Regions from separate parts of the Mus musculus genome. Here region 1 is linked to region 2. Evidence: chromatin contacts called from public HiChIP or PLAC-seq data. All regions are on one chromosome and are shown on one strand. The core of a region is the stretch at or near the end of the contact, and the rest is flanking DNA. Distances in the headings are between cores, read along the strand shown.

The links. HiChIP or PLAC-seq counts read pairs in DNA pulled down with a chosen protein or histone mark.
Region 1: an H3K4me3 HiChIP or PLAC-seq map of the SCID.adh cell line shows a contact between it and region 2, with 9 read pairs. The contact joins two enhancer-like sites. A contact is called at or near these places in 47 of 484 Hi-C or Micro-C datasets (the AML12 cell line, the C2C12 cell line, ECoMG myeloid progenitors and 25 more) and 1 of 115 datasets of contacts at active chromatin or transcription factors (the SCID.adh cell line).

The regions. Positions count from the first base shown.
Region 1 is chr1:129,825,631-129,831,978 of GRCm38.p6, forward strand. The region is part of intron 12 of Thsd7b (thrombospondin, type I, domain containing 7B); the gene reads left to right. Among named protein-coding and RNA genes, the nearest start is that of Gm36347, 210 kb to the left of the region's middle. Within about 2 kb of position 4,396, at least 2 of the 459 cell types and tissues checked have an H3K27ac peak or open chromatin away from gene starts, as enhancers often do. A contact at or near this core is called in the SCID.adh cell line, where this site is marked.
Region 2 is chr1:129,489,382-129,495,939 of GRCm38.p6, forward strand. The region is part of intron 2 of Thsd7b (thrombospondin, type I, domain containing 7B); the gene reads left to right. Among named protein-coding and RNA genes, the nearest start is that of Gm36347, 120 kb to the right of the region's middle. Within about 2 kb of position 4,845, at least 2 of the 459 cell types and tissues checked have an H3K27ac peak or open chromatin away from gene starts, as enhancers often do. A contact at or near this core is called in the SCID.adh cell line, where this site is marked.

The DNA of each region.
Region 1 (6,348 bases), core at 3,146-5,645, 340 kb after region 2:
TTTTAATTTTACTGTCCACACTCCTTTAAAGCTGGCTTAAAAGAATCCGGATGTTTTACTTTTGGACTGTACCTCATTTATCAAATGTCAAGTGCTCCCTTTTATCAGAGGGACAACACTGTAGCACTATGATGGAGATGAAACAGGAGATAGAGGATTACCTTTTTGTGTCTAAGATGCTCTTGATGTCGTGAAGTGCCTGAACTCTTTTTCAGTTTACTTTCACTGAATAATGTTTATGAGAAATGAAGAAGGGAGGTCTCTAACCATTATCAAATCTTTTTGTTCTTTCTTAATTAGTTTAGACTTCTCACACAACAGGTTAAGGGAATCTGTTTGCTTTGCCTTTAAAAGAATCTCCCAAAACTTAAGGTGTTTTTCTACTTTTAAAAAAGTGAGGGTGGGGAGGTGGGAATAGGTGGTGGTGAGTGGAGGAATGCCCCCATAGAAGCAGGGGGAGGAAGGGTGAGATGGGGGTTTCCAGGAGGGGAGGACTGGAAAATTTGAAATGTAAATAAAGAAAATATCCAATAAAAAAGGCATGAAATAATCCAGTATAAGAAAAAAATCTGTGTTACCTTTACTTTTAAAGAAAGGGCACAGTAAGGAATATATAGGAAAAGTTATAGAAACACTATGCTCTAAAATTGTAATTGTATTATGGTAATAATACTTGGCTTCCAAAGATGGAAATATATATGCTGCATGTGCACATCTATAGGTCTATTATTTTGGTAAGGTATGCTCAATGTCATAATATTTCATAATCAAATTTCTTTCTAGAGTCTTTCATTTGTAGTTGAATTTGTAAATTTTGATTTATCTAATTTTCCAAGCTTATACAAATCATATACTGTAAAGTCTACATCCATAAAGCACCATTATCAATCAATAATTTACATAAACTAGATTCAGAACAAGCTACTTGTAAGCCTGAGTACTTCATTTCTTTGAGTAACGATTTTTGTCTTAAGTGTCTTTGTTTTCATAGAAAGAAAGGAAGAGATAAAGACCACCATCCACCATTAAGTTTATCAACCACCTCGATCTAGAAAACATAAAAATACAGCACAAATACCCAGGCTGGAAAGATGCAGACTGTGTACTTGAACGAGTACTGAAATTATACAGACATCCTAGCTTGTCGACCACATGTCAAAACTGTTGATCTGAGTGTTAGCTTCTGACACTGTGGCAGGATGCCTTGGAAAAATCTACTTAAAGGAAGGAAAAAAGTATATTGGCTCAACTTTTGAGGACTTAAGTTCACGGTCAGTTAGTTGAGCCATTGCTTTTGGAAGTGTGGTGTAGCATGTCACAGCAGGCATATGTGGTGTGGAGCCTGCTCAGCTCCGCAACAGTGGGAACTAAAAAAGATACACTGGGGGAGAACTGGGATTTTAGCATCTTTTTTTTTTTTTTTCTGGAGTGCAACTTCAGAGATCAGCCCCCTCTTTCTCTACTTCCCTCCTCATAAAGGTCACCTCCACATAAAGGTTACACTACCTCCCCCTAGTGTCAAAGGCTAGAAGTCAAGCCTTTACATATGAGCCTTTGGAAACTCAAGATCTAGAGCACAGCCATCGGCCACTCATGCTTTTCTCTCCCGTGGTAGACATATTTCCCCAAAAGGGGAGAAAAGGAACAAACGTCTAAATCTTTGCATTCTTATTTCCCAAATAGAAGTATCCTGCTATTACAAAGGTTGGTTCTGCCTGTTCACTTATATAGATCACAACCAGAGGGTTATTTTTATAGGCACACAATAATTATGACCTGTAGTCAGAGATATCTGTCATTTTTGCCTTAGTCATTTCATTTGGTTTGTGTTTGTTGTTGAAGGAGGAAGGACTGTATTTTCTGGGAAGAAATATAGAGTGGTTTTCTCAGGGTATTTCTTGACTTAGACTGAAACAAGCTCTGTCATCTTTGGCTGTAGGCATTGGCAATCAGGGACGGGAGCCATTGAGACCCATCCCAGGAAACCAATATAATATTTGTAAGAGGTAGAAACATCTATATGTTTTTCTGTACATTTATGGAAGGATGTGGCTACCTTGCACAGCTTTGGGTCCTGGAAATCTAATTAAGGTAATGAGAAAATGAAGAAAGGACAGACACACAAATGCCGTACAGAAAAGCTGGGCCTGTTGCTCTGATGAAGATGTACCAGCAGCAGCCTGGAAACTCAGTGCATTTGTTTTATACATCTGAATAGAGGACATTGGCTTATTGTGGGTTAGCTGATCCAGATAGGAGGTCTTATAGGAAAGCAATCCACACTGTTAACATATCGGTGGATGCTATAGTCTTCAATTTCTGCAGGGTCAACTTTCACACCAGGGGAAACCTTTGCCATTCTCGTGTGTCTAAGACACTGTGGGCCTTGGCATGGTCATCCTCACATTCACAACACATTCAATCAGGGCTTAATCTGGTCCTTATACACTAACTCAAATCTTCATATGCTCTTTACAGAAGGGAGGGCATGACTCTACTTAGCAGCTCAATACACTAGGGTATTTGATGTAAGTAATGAGTAAATGCTTATCTGACATACTAGTGTCAATATCTTTGGTGAAGTTGTTTTGATAACCTTGTTAATCATATAGGAAAAAGTGGTCAGGCTTCAGTGTACATCTTATTAAAGAATATTTGTAAGTCTGACATAGTTGTGCATGGCTATAACTCCAACACAGGAGAATGAGGCAAAAGGAGAACAAGTTCAAAATCAGCCTTCCCTGCTTGGTCAAAACATATGTGAAGAAAACTAAGCACCGCTAACATAAATAAAACAGTGCCAGAATGTTCTATTAGAATGCACAATGCTCTTTATCAGTTTACTTCATTGCTCAGTTCCAGGTACCAAAACATTCATTAGAATTATCATAAGAGTATACAAACCATTTAAAAATGTATTTATTTAATAATTTATTGTACAAGTGTTTGGTCTGCATATATGTATTTGCCCTATCTTTGTGCCTGTTGCTAGGGAAGTCAGAAGAGGTAGTTGGATCTCCTGAAACTGGAGTTACAGACCATAATAAGCCACCAGTGGATGCTTTGAACTACACCTGCTTCCTCTGTAAGAGCAGCAAGTTCTCTTAACCACAGATCCATCTCTCCAGCTCTAAAGAGTCATTCTTTAGAAAGATCTCTCTTTTAAAGATAATTGCTGAAAGTATGAAAATAAGGGTTACCAGAGTAAACTGTAGAAATTAAATTGACAGTGTATGACAACTCTCAAAATTAAAATATCCCATGAGCATGACAGAAGGACGGGTTTGATAATGCCATAGGCTTTAGTTTTGAGAGTGGAGTGCTCACTTCATGGTAGAGATTGAATTTTAATATAAGTGAGTCATGGCTCTTGGAGGCATTTTTCATTTCCTTTGTGTGTTTCAGGGTAGGATTATCTCTGTGGCTTTTTGTGGTGGCTGCAGGTAAAATATGCATATTTTAAAACTTTGTGATAAATTAAATATAAATATTAAAGGAGATGGGCAACCTGAGGCAGAACGCTTTAGTTACACGGTGTTAACTAACTGTTGCTTCAGTAATATCTCCTTACACTAGCCCTTCTGCTTTTAATATAATAAGCTATGATTCCAAGAACAGAGTAGCTCTTCCCCCACGTTCATTTCACTCATATCCTCAGAAGACATTTCACTAATGAAATGGATGCTGGTGTTGAAGATGGATAAAAGAAACTCCAACTGCTGGATGCAGTCATTTGCTTTTAAAACTCGGAGTGAGAAGTTTCTCTCCCAGCCATATAATTCTCTTACAGAACTATGTTCCCTTCAGGAATGCCGATATAAATTTCAAAGTCTATAAGAAACGATGTACATGTAATAGGATTACATGTCTTTTGTGCAGAGCTAAATCCCATCCCTTTAAGTAGCGGTGCATCCCTGATATCCCTTAGCACCGGTGCAAGTAAGGTCGAGGCATTTGTTTCTGTTTATCCAGGGCTCCCTCTCAGGACTGTAGCAGAAGGAGATAGATTTGTGCATGTTTTTGTGTGTACATTTCTAAATGAAAATCAAACCTCAATGCGCATTCCAGGTGGAAGCAACTGAGCAAGAAGCTCACACCTGTGCCAGTGTCTGTAAATTCCACGCTGGTGTGTCAAGCCTCAGTTCTACTGAAATTCTGAATTCAAGCAGATGAGTAGGCCTCAAAACAATATCTTTTAAGGCCAAACAGGCTGTAAAGATGTGACTAAAACAAAAACTAAATAACTCGGTTTTAATCCGGGTATGTAGGAAGTGATGTAAAACCTACTGCAGTCAATTAAAATCAACGAGCTCTTCAAGTCTTCTGTTTCCTGGGAGGATATGAAAAAAAAAAAAAACCAAAAAACTGGAACTGAAAGTAGGAAAGATGGGAGCTCATGGAGCCTTTGAAATTATGCCAAGAAGGAATTTGGAAGCTAACACTAGAATAGTAATACTGGGGGTGGATTAGAAGGAGCACACATGAAAGGCATTTAAGGAAAAAGAAATCAATGCCATCCAGTAGCTAATCTTATATACCACAAAATGCATCACAATAAGTTGAGAGCACTGGTTATAGACCAGTGAGGACTCGCTGATACAGAAGAAAAAGAAAATATGGCATAAATTATTTATACAAAATGAGCTCATGACATATACACACGGTGAGAGAGGCTGCATTTGAATATTATTTTAGTGACTTCAGGGTTAGCATTAAAACCAACCTAACAGATATCAAGAGCCACCCATCATTCTCTCTCTCTCTCCATATATATATATATTTGAAACTTTATATTTAAAAGTTGTAGATAATATATAATATAATGTGATTCCACAGTACAAGTAAAAAAACAATGTTTAGAGAGCAAGTATTGCAAGTCTGGTATCAAAAGAATAGTCCTTCTCTTCAAGTATAAAGTATTATGTCTCAAATGCCAGTTCTGCCTCTCAGTATTTGTGTGGGGTTGGTCCACGTATATCAGATGTCTTCTTAGAGCCTCAAATTTCCGTAAGCAGAACATTCCCGTCCTGTTGATGCTTTTACAAATTGTTTCTCTAGAAGCATTGCTTTCATTTTCCTTGCAAACCTAGGGAGATAGTAATAACTCCACTGAAGAGAAGGGCTGTGGCTATTACTAATGCAGTTCTTAAATGTAAACTGCTGATGGTCAGGAGCGATTATCTAAGTCTGTGGGAAATGGTGAAAGCTATGGGGCCAAAACATCTTCCTTTGGGAAAGGCTTGATGTAGAGGTAGTATGGGAAAATTATTTAGATTGCTCCAATGAAGTGAAAAAGGCTATTGTGCCCAGAGGTGTTGGCACACACCTTTAAGCCCACCACTAGGGAGCCAGAGGCAGTATTGCTGAGTTTGAGGCCAGCCTGGTTTACTGTGGGAGTTTTAAGACAGCCAGGGCTACAAAAGGGAACCCTATCTGGAAACACACACACACACACACACACACACACACACACACAGAGTGAGAGACAGAGACAGAGAGACAGAGATAATAGAGAGACAGAGACAGAGAAAGGGAGGAAAGAAAGAGAGGCTTTTGCTTTTTAAGCAACAGAAATTTCCATACTCAATTGTCTACAAGCTGGATTTGTTTTTTTTTTTTTTTTTTTTTTTTTTTAGGAGATACCAGAATTTATTTGGTTAATAAGCATAGATATAGTTTTGTAAAATTTATGGAGGTAAAAAAATTTAAAAACAGCTTGTGTGGCATCATCGCATTTTTGTAGGTGTTTAAAGACAGAAAATGTACTCTGCTTATTAGTTGAATAGGTATAACTGAGTGCACCAAGCCTAGTCTCAGTAGAGTAACTGAAGCTTAAAAACATTCATAGATTTGGGAAAAGGTCTGGAGGACATGGATTAGGAAGAGATAACATAGCAAATATGTGTCAAAGAAGACCAAGAAAGAAGTACACTATAGCTCAAAGTCCAAAGAAGAGAGATATCCATCTTGCATGAATATGAAAACAAGATGACACACAAACAACCAGTGGGAGAAATACATGGAGCTGTTAGGAGGGAGGAGATAACTGACTGAAAGTCTAGAAGTGTCTGCAAATGGCAAGTGGGTGTGACTGAGGAATAGGTGAGTTCAGGAATTAGAAGGAAGAAAGTCCATTTTCCTCCTTTGCTCCCTGACTCGGTAACAGAATGACATGAAGGATTAGTGAGGAAGACAGAAGTGTCTCAGGAAATGTGTCTCTGTCCATATAGACGCCTCCCCAGTAGTTTCCCACCTGACACCCTGCAATAAATACCCTTAGCTGACAGGACTTCCTTTCTCTGGCTCCTTATCTCTGCTGTGATGTTTCTCTTGGAGTCCTCATTTGAA
Region 2 (6,558 bases), core at 3,595-6,094:
TTTGAACTCAGGACCTTTTGAAAGAGCAGTCAATGCTCTTAACTGCTGAGCCATCTCGCTAGCCCCCTTTCTTTATTTTTTAATTGGTTATTTTCTTCACTTATATTTCAAATGTTATCCCCCTTTTCCAGTCCCCCCCAAACCTCCATCCCATTCCCCATCCCCCCTTGCCTCTATGAAGGTGTTCCCCCATCCATCCACCCACACCCACCTCCCCGCCCTGGCATTCAGCTACACTGGGCCAATCAAGCCTTCACAGGACCAAGGGCCTCCCCTCCCATTGTCCAACAAGGCCATCCTCTGCTACATATGCATCTGGAGCTATGGATTGCTCCACGTGTACTCTTTGGTTGGTGGTTTAGTCTCTGGTCACAGCCAACCTTTGGACTGAGCATGGGGTCCCCAATGGAGGAGTTAGAGAAAGGACAGAAGGAGCTGAAGGGGTTTGCAACCCCATAGGAAGAACAACAATATCAACCAAACAGACCTGCCCCCCACCCCTGCCAGAGGACCTGAGTTCTGATTCACAGAACCATGTAATGAAAGGCAAGAAAGACACTCACTTATGATCTCAGAGGTGTAGATCCATGGGTCTTATTTACCAGCCCATAGGGGAGCTGCAGATTCAGTGAAAAGCTATCTAAAAAGTATAAGATAGTGGAAGATATCTGAATGTCCACATCTGAATTACACACACACACACACACACACACACACACACACACACACACTGTAACACTACATACATACACATTGTCTCATATATATGTGTGTGTGTATGTGTATATATATATATATATATATATATATATATATAAAATCACACTATACAGACAAATACTGAACAAACACACTGTGACGGTACATATACACACATTGTCACATATACATGGTCACATTACACACATACTTAACATACACACAAACATGCACACCTAACACATATACACACATGTAACATATTTGTTCCATGTACAAAGTGACATTACAGACACAAATACATATATATATACACATACATACAGAGAGATAATTTCCCTTCCCTTAAAAATCTAATATTTTCACTTTGACTTAATCCCATCTTTTCAAAATACAGCAATTTTATTTATTTCCTGTATATTTGTTTTTTGGTATATTTACTGTTTCAAAGGGGTGGCATGCACAGGACTTATTATTATTATTTCTTTTAGTCAAACATAATGTTATCTTCTTTTCTTATAGCAAGGATTAGACTGTACCCTGAAACACACTTTCCTTTTGCTCATCCCTGTGAAGGTTGCACTTAAGGTCTCAGTGTATAGACAGGGCTTTGGAAGGGAAGAACACAAGGAGGGTTCAGTTGAAGCTGCCTCCATTGCATCTTTTCTGTAAAAGAGCAATTCAGTAAGTAAAGCCATCTAATATTTTGCAACATAACAGAGGTGACTGAAGAACTAGAATATTCATTCACATGTAGACTTAAGTGACTAGAGATTTCATGGAAGAAAAGAGGAAAGGGATAGCACACAGAGTATTACAAACATTGAGCTTCATATGTGTGACTTGAAAATCGTGGCAAGTTTCCAAATTACTCCTCTACTAGTGCTGTGGTCCTTGGTGATCACCAACACACCTCTTCACACAAAACAAGAACAAGGCCATTTCCCCTGAGCAGTGTCCTTTGCACAGGTTTCTGTATGGACGAAATCCCTATGCCTTTCACAGAGACATCATTTGACTGATTTCCTCGTTCTGGATTTCTAGAGATTCCTTCATTCAGTTTTTTCACTCCTTCTCCAAGTCTCATGGATTGCCTTATGTGTAAGGAATTTATTCACATTTCCTTAGCATTCAGGTGGCTGCTACCATCATCACTGTCTCCAAGTTGTTCTCCGATATATTGACATATCCTCCCTGGGCAATTTTAAAATACAAGATATGGGAGTCACCCTCCCACCCCTCCAATAGATGGCAGCACATAACCACACCACAGTAAGCACATTACCTGTAACATGGACATCTGTAAATGCTTATCTGACAACTTCACCACTCTGTGCACCATAATTTTACACCACAACTCCTTCCATGTTATATGTGTCCTTGGGACATGGATAGGGGCGCATCTTCCCATCAGAACATCAGAACGAATCCAGTTCATCTGTTCCTTCTAGGAGGACTTCTTTTTATCTCTGACCAATGATAGCCTTTCTGGGCACTTCGCTTCTTTCTGAATCCCTATGGACTACTAGATCTCACTCTGGGCAACTCCATTTTCTTCTCTTAGTTTCCCAGTCACAGGCGATGTCATTTAACTGTTCTACAACACGTGCACATGGCAGTCCTCTGTCACATGGTGTAACATCAGAGTGCTGTGATAGTTGCATCTGTTACTATCTGCTGTTGAAGTACCCAGTGGTGCATACAACTTTCATTCTTGTAGACAGAAGACAGGGTTTCTCACCCTACCTAACCACTAATCTAGCCAGGAAACTGAGTATAATCTATTGCCCTTCTCAAGCTAGAGCCTGACCATGTTCTTTTTGATGCAGTCTTAATGTTTGTAATAGTGTACAGCTGAGACCACCATCCTTGTATCAGGGAAAATGTCTGGAGGTTTTCCACTTTCTGCTCACTGTTAGGCTTTTAGCGATTATCATGTTTGAAGTGAATGGGGAGAGGTAAAACAGAAAAAAAAGATGTTGGGCAGGTAGAAATATTTAGATTTAGTTTATTGAGGTATTTGAAGAATCACAGAGGTTATTTTTCTTCTCAGGGTGTGCAATCTCTGAAATAGTAACTGGTCGTTTTTCCTTTCTTTAAATCCCATAAGTACATAGGCAATGAAATTGTGTTCCAGGTGATTTTCAGATTCGTCCGAATCTTCCATAAACAGCACCATCATTTCTGTAACAACGAAAACCTGTCACATGCCAGTGAGGGGCTGAGTTAGCCTTTAAGTGACTCTCTTGTGGGTATGGCTCCCTGGAGAATGGAGAGCTTAAAACCAAGCATTTGTGATAATAGACTATTCTGTCCAGAGATTATCCAATTTGCAGATTATTTTGGTTTATCTCTCTCTTCCTTCTGCTTGCCTAGCCCCTGGTCACTCCACCTAGTAGAAGTGCTTTCATCTTTGGCAGGAGGTGGGGAGAGGGCAGTGGGGCTTGAAACAGCGGAAAACTTGAACTGATGTTTGATTCTAAGATGTACATGTGGAGTAAGGATCCAAGTAAACTCTAAAATTATTTGTAATGTATGTGGGGGAGATTGTGTGTGTGTGTGTGTGTGTGTGTGTGTGTGCAGGCATGTGGCATGTACTGGGGGTTAAGAGTTTGAGGGGATGTGCTACATGTATGTGCTTGTGAAGACCAAAGGACAATTTGCCAGCAGGCTTCTTCAGTGTCCCTGGAGGGAAAGTGAAAGTCCTTGATGGGGCTAAGAAAAGTAGAACTCAGTCATTTGCTCCTTGGTGTTCATCAGATGCTATCATCTACCCTTGGATTTTGTTTCTTTCTTGGTTGGTTGGCTAATTTTGTTTTTGTTGTCATTGTTTTTGAGACAGGATTTCATTCTCTCAGAGCTTCCTAAGTCAGCTAGATGGACTTGGAAGGAAAGCCAAGGGGTCAACCCAGCACTGGGATTCCAGGTTCCACACAGCAACATCCATCTTTGTAGTAGGTTTGATGATTGACATAGAATCCTTATGCTTATTGGGCTGCCTCTGCACTCTTAATCTTTTAGTGCCTATAGATCATGGCTGAGTCTATAGATCACTTCTTTACATGATGTTGCATCTGTGTTTAAAACTTGGAATGTTTCTGAGACATAGAAACATATTAGCCCAACTTATATTGCTTGTGGGTCTTGCTCTACCTACTGTGCTCTAGCTCCCAGAGCAGATTCAGGGGTCAACTGGCTGTCACTTTGCACTAATGTGTCACCTTGGCTTCTCATCTGCAAACTTCTTGGAAATCCTGCCTTTATATCCGTGGAAAAAAACCTCAGCTAAGTTTTTATGGATATCTCCATCCTGTTGGTAAGCTAAGACTTTTCCTTAGCAGTTCTTGCTCCTTCTCCTACCAGGAATTTAATAATAATAATAATAATAATAATAATAATAATAGTAATAATAATAATACCATAACCTCGCTTAATAAAGCCTATACCATTTAATAAACACATGAGATCTGTCTTTACTGTCAAACCTTCATAGGTTGGCTTTATATGTTTGTGTGTGTGTATGTGTGTTTTATCACATGTAAAGGTGTACTACTCATGTCTCTCTGTGTGTGTTTATACATGTATTTGTTATCATGTGTAGAGCTGTACTATGCATGTGTGTGTATGTGAAGGTCGGAGGATAACCCCAGTGTCTTCTCAGGTACCATCCACATTTCCTATTCTTTTTTCAAGCTGGGTCTCTCACTAGCCTTGAATTTGCCAACAAAGCTAGGATGTCTGGCCAGTTAGCACCACAGATCTGCTTGTCTTCCCCTCCCCAATACTTATGTGACTTTGGGGATTAACTCAGGTTTTCATACCTATGAGATTAAAAACTCTATCATCTGAAGCCATTGGCTCTCTGAATAATATAAAGTATACAAGACATGTCCTGGCTCACAAATCTACAGTGAACCCCCCATCCCCACTATATGCACGAAAGCTGATGACTGACTATGGAGATTATCATTACCAATCAGCACCAATGCTCCACATTGCATCTTTTATCACAGGGTGCACTCATGCATCCTTGCCCATTTGGACAGTGTCTGAATTATTTATGAGTAAAATTACTCATGGGATGTCACTTCCCATTCCATATTACCATTAGGAAAACATGGTTATGTTCCTAAGATGAAGTTGATGGAGAGGCTGAGATCCCCAGGAACAAATGACTGAGTTCTACTTTTCTTAGCCCCATCAATTACTTTCACTTTCCCTCCAGGGACACTGAAGAAGCCTGCTGGCCTGTGTTCATTGCTTCCAGTTGATGATGAGCAGAACAAATCAATCATCCACTCTGTTGTAGATTATGTTGTATTTGAAGCCAGTGGTCAGAGAGGTAAAAATCAAGCCGTATAAGGTTAGGAAGATGACTCAGCCAGTAAAACATGAGGTCCCCGCTTTGATTCCCAGTACCCGTTTCAAAAACTGGGGATGCTGTACTCCTGGAGAGGCAGAGATAGGAGGATCCCTGAGACTTATTTGCTAGCCAGTCTAGCTGAATAAGTGAGCTCCAGATTCAACAAGAGAATTGTTTCAAAGAATAAAATGGAGAGCAATACCTCCAGTCTCCATGTGAACACATGAACACACATATGAACAGGTTGTGAGCATGATACAGATGGGCATATGCTGAGACTGGAGGCTAAAACAATATCCTGAGAGGAGGCTCCGTCATTGAGCCACATCTTACTCTGTGCTTTCTTACTCAGTCAAGGCCTATAAGAGATTGCAGTATCCTACTGAGCACCACTTACCTGGGAAAGGAGCATGTGATAGACAGCTGGTGTTGAAGATATGCATATTCTGTAGCCAGCGCTGCTTGGTTTCAGGAAGTGCCATTGGAACTTTCATCCCCTGCATGTGGCACTATAGGCAGGCTTTAAGAGGCAAAGCACAGTGGGATGCCCATAGTTAATAGGGTGATCTCAGTGAGAATTGTACGTTCCCAGCCTCTTCTATTTTCTTTTTCACTGCCTTCATGAAGTGAGTGGTTTTGCTGTGCTACATGCTTCTGCCATGGTGTGATTTCTCTTGGTAAGACCAAAAGTACCAGGGCCAAGCAGCTATAAGCTGCAATTCTAAACCTGTGAGCCAATCAATCTTGATTTTAAGTTGATTGTTTTAGAAACTGATCAATACAATCCTCATTATCCATTATTATTATTAGTAGTAGTAGTAGTAGTAATAGTAGTAGTAATAAAAGTAGTTTTTCTGCTATATACATACCCAGAGACAGACAGTTAGACATACACAGAGGCATACACACGACACACACACACACACACACACATACACACATGGGGGAGGCTGGGATAGTGAGGGATGGAGGGAGAGACAGACAGACCCACTATATTTTGCTAATTTATTATTCTTATGGTTTTAAGGTTTATTTTAATTTAATATTTATGTGGATGTGTGTTTGGAGGCATATGTACATATAAGCGCAGTTGCCAAGGCAAAGTAGATGTCTGGGTTACAGACAGTTGTGAGATGTCCAAATGGATGGTGGGATCTCAACTTGAGTCTTCTACAAGATCAGTAAGCACTCTTTAACCACAGATCCATTTCCTTAATCCTGCATTTAAATACTTTGGTGATTGATATATCCTGGATATTACTTAGGTAAAAATATTAGTATGATTCTAGTTATAATATTGTCAACAGTAGTGAGTCATATTTTTAAGCAGGATATGTGATTAGAATTTATGTTAATGTATACATATTCTTCTTGGCCAGTAGGGCTGGGGAATACAGCTCAGGTAACACCATATTGTTCAATAGTCTATAAATGCAAGAGAAAATACAACATGTCTCTGAAAGGAGGTGAGAAAAGCTGTTTACAATCTCTTATTC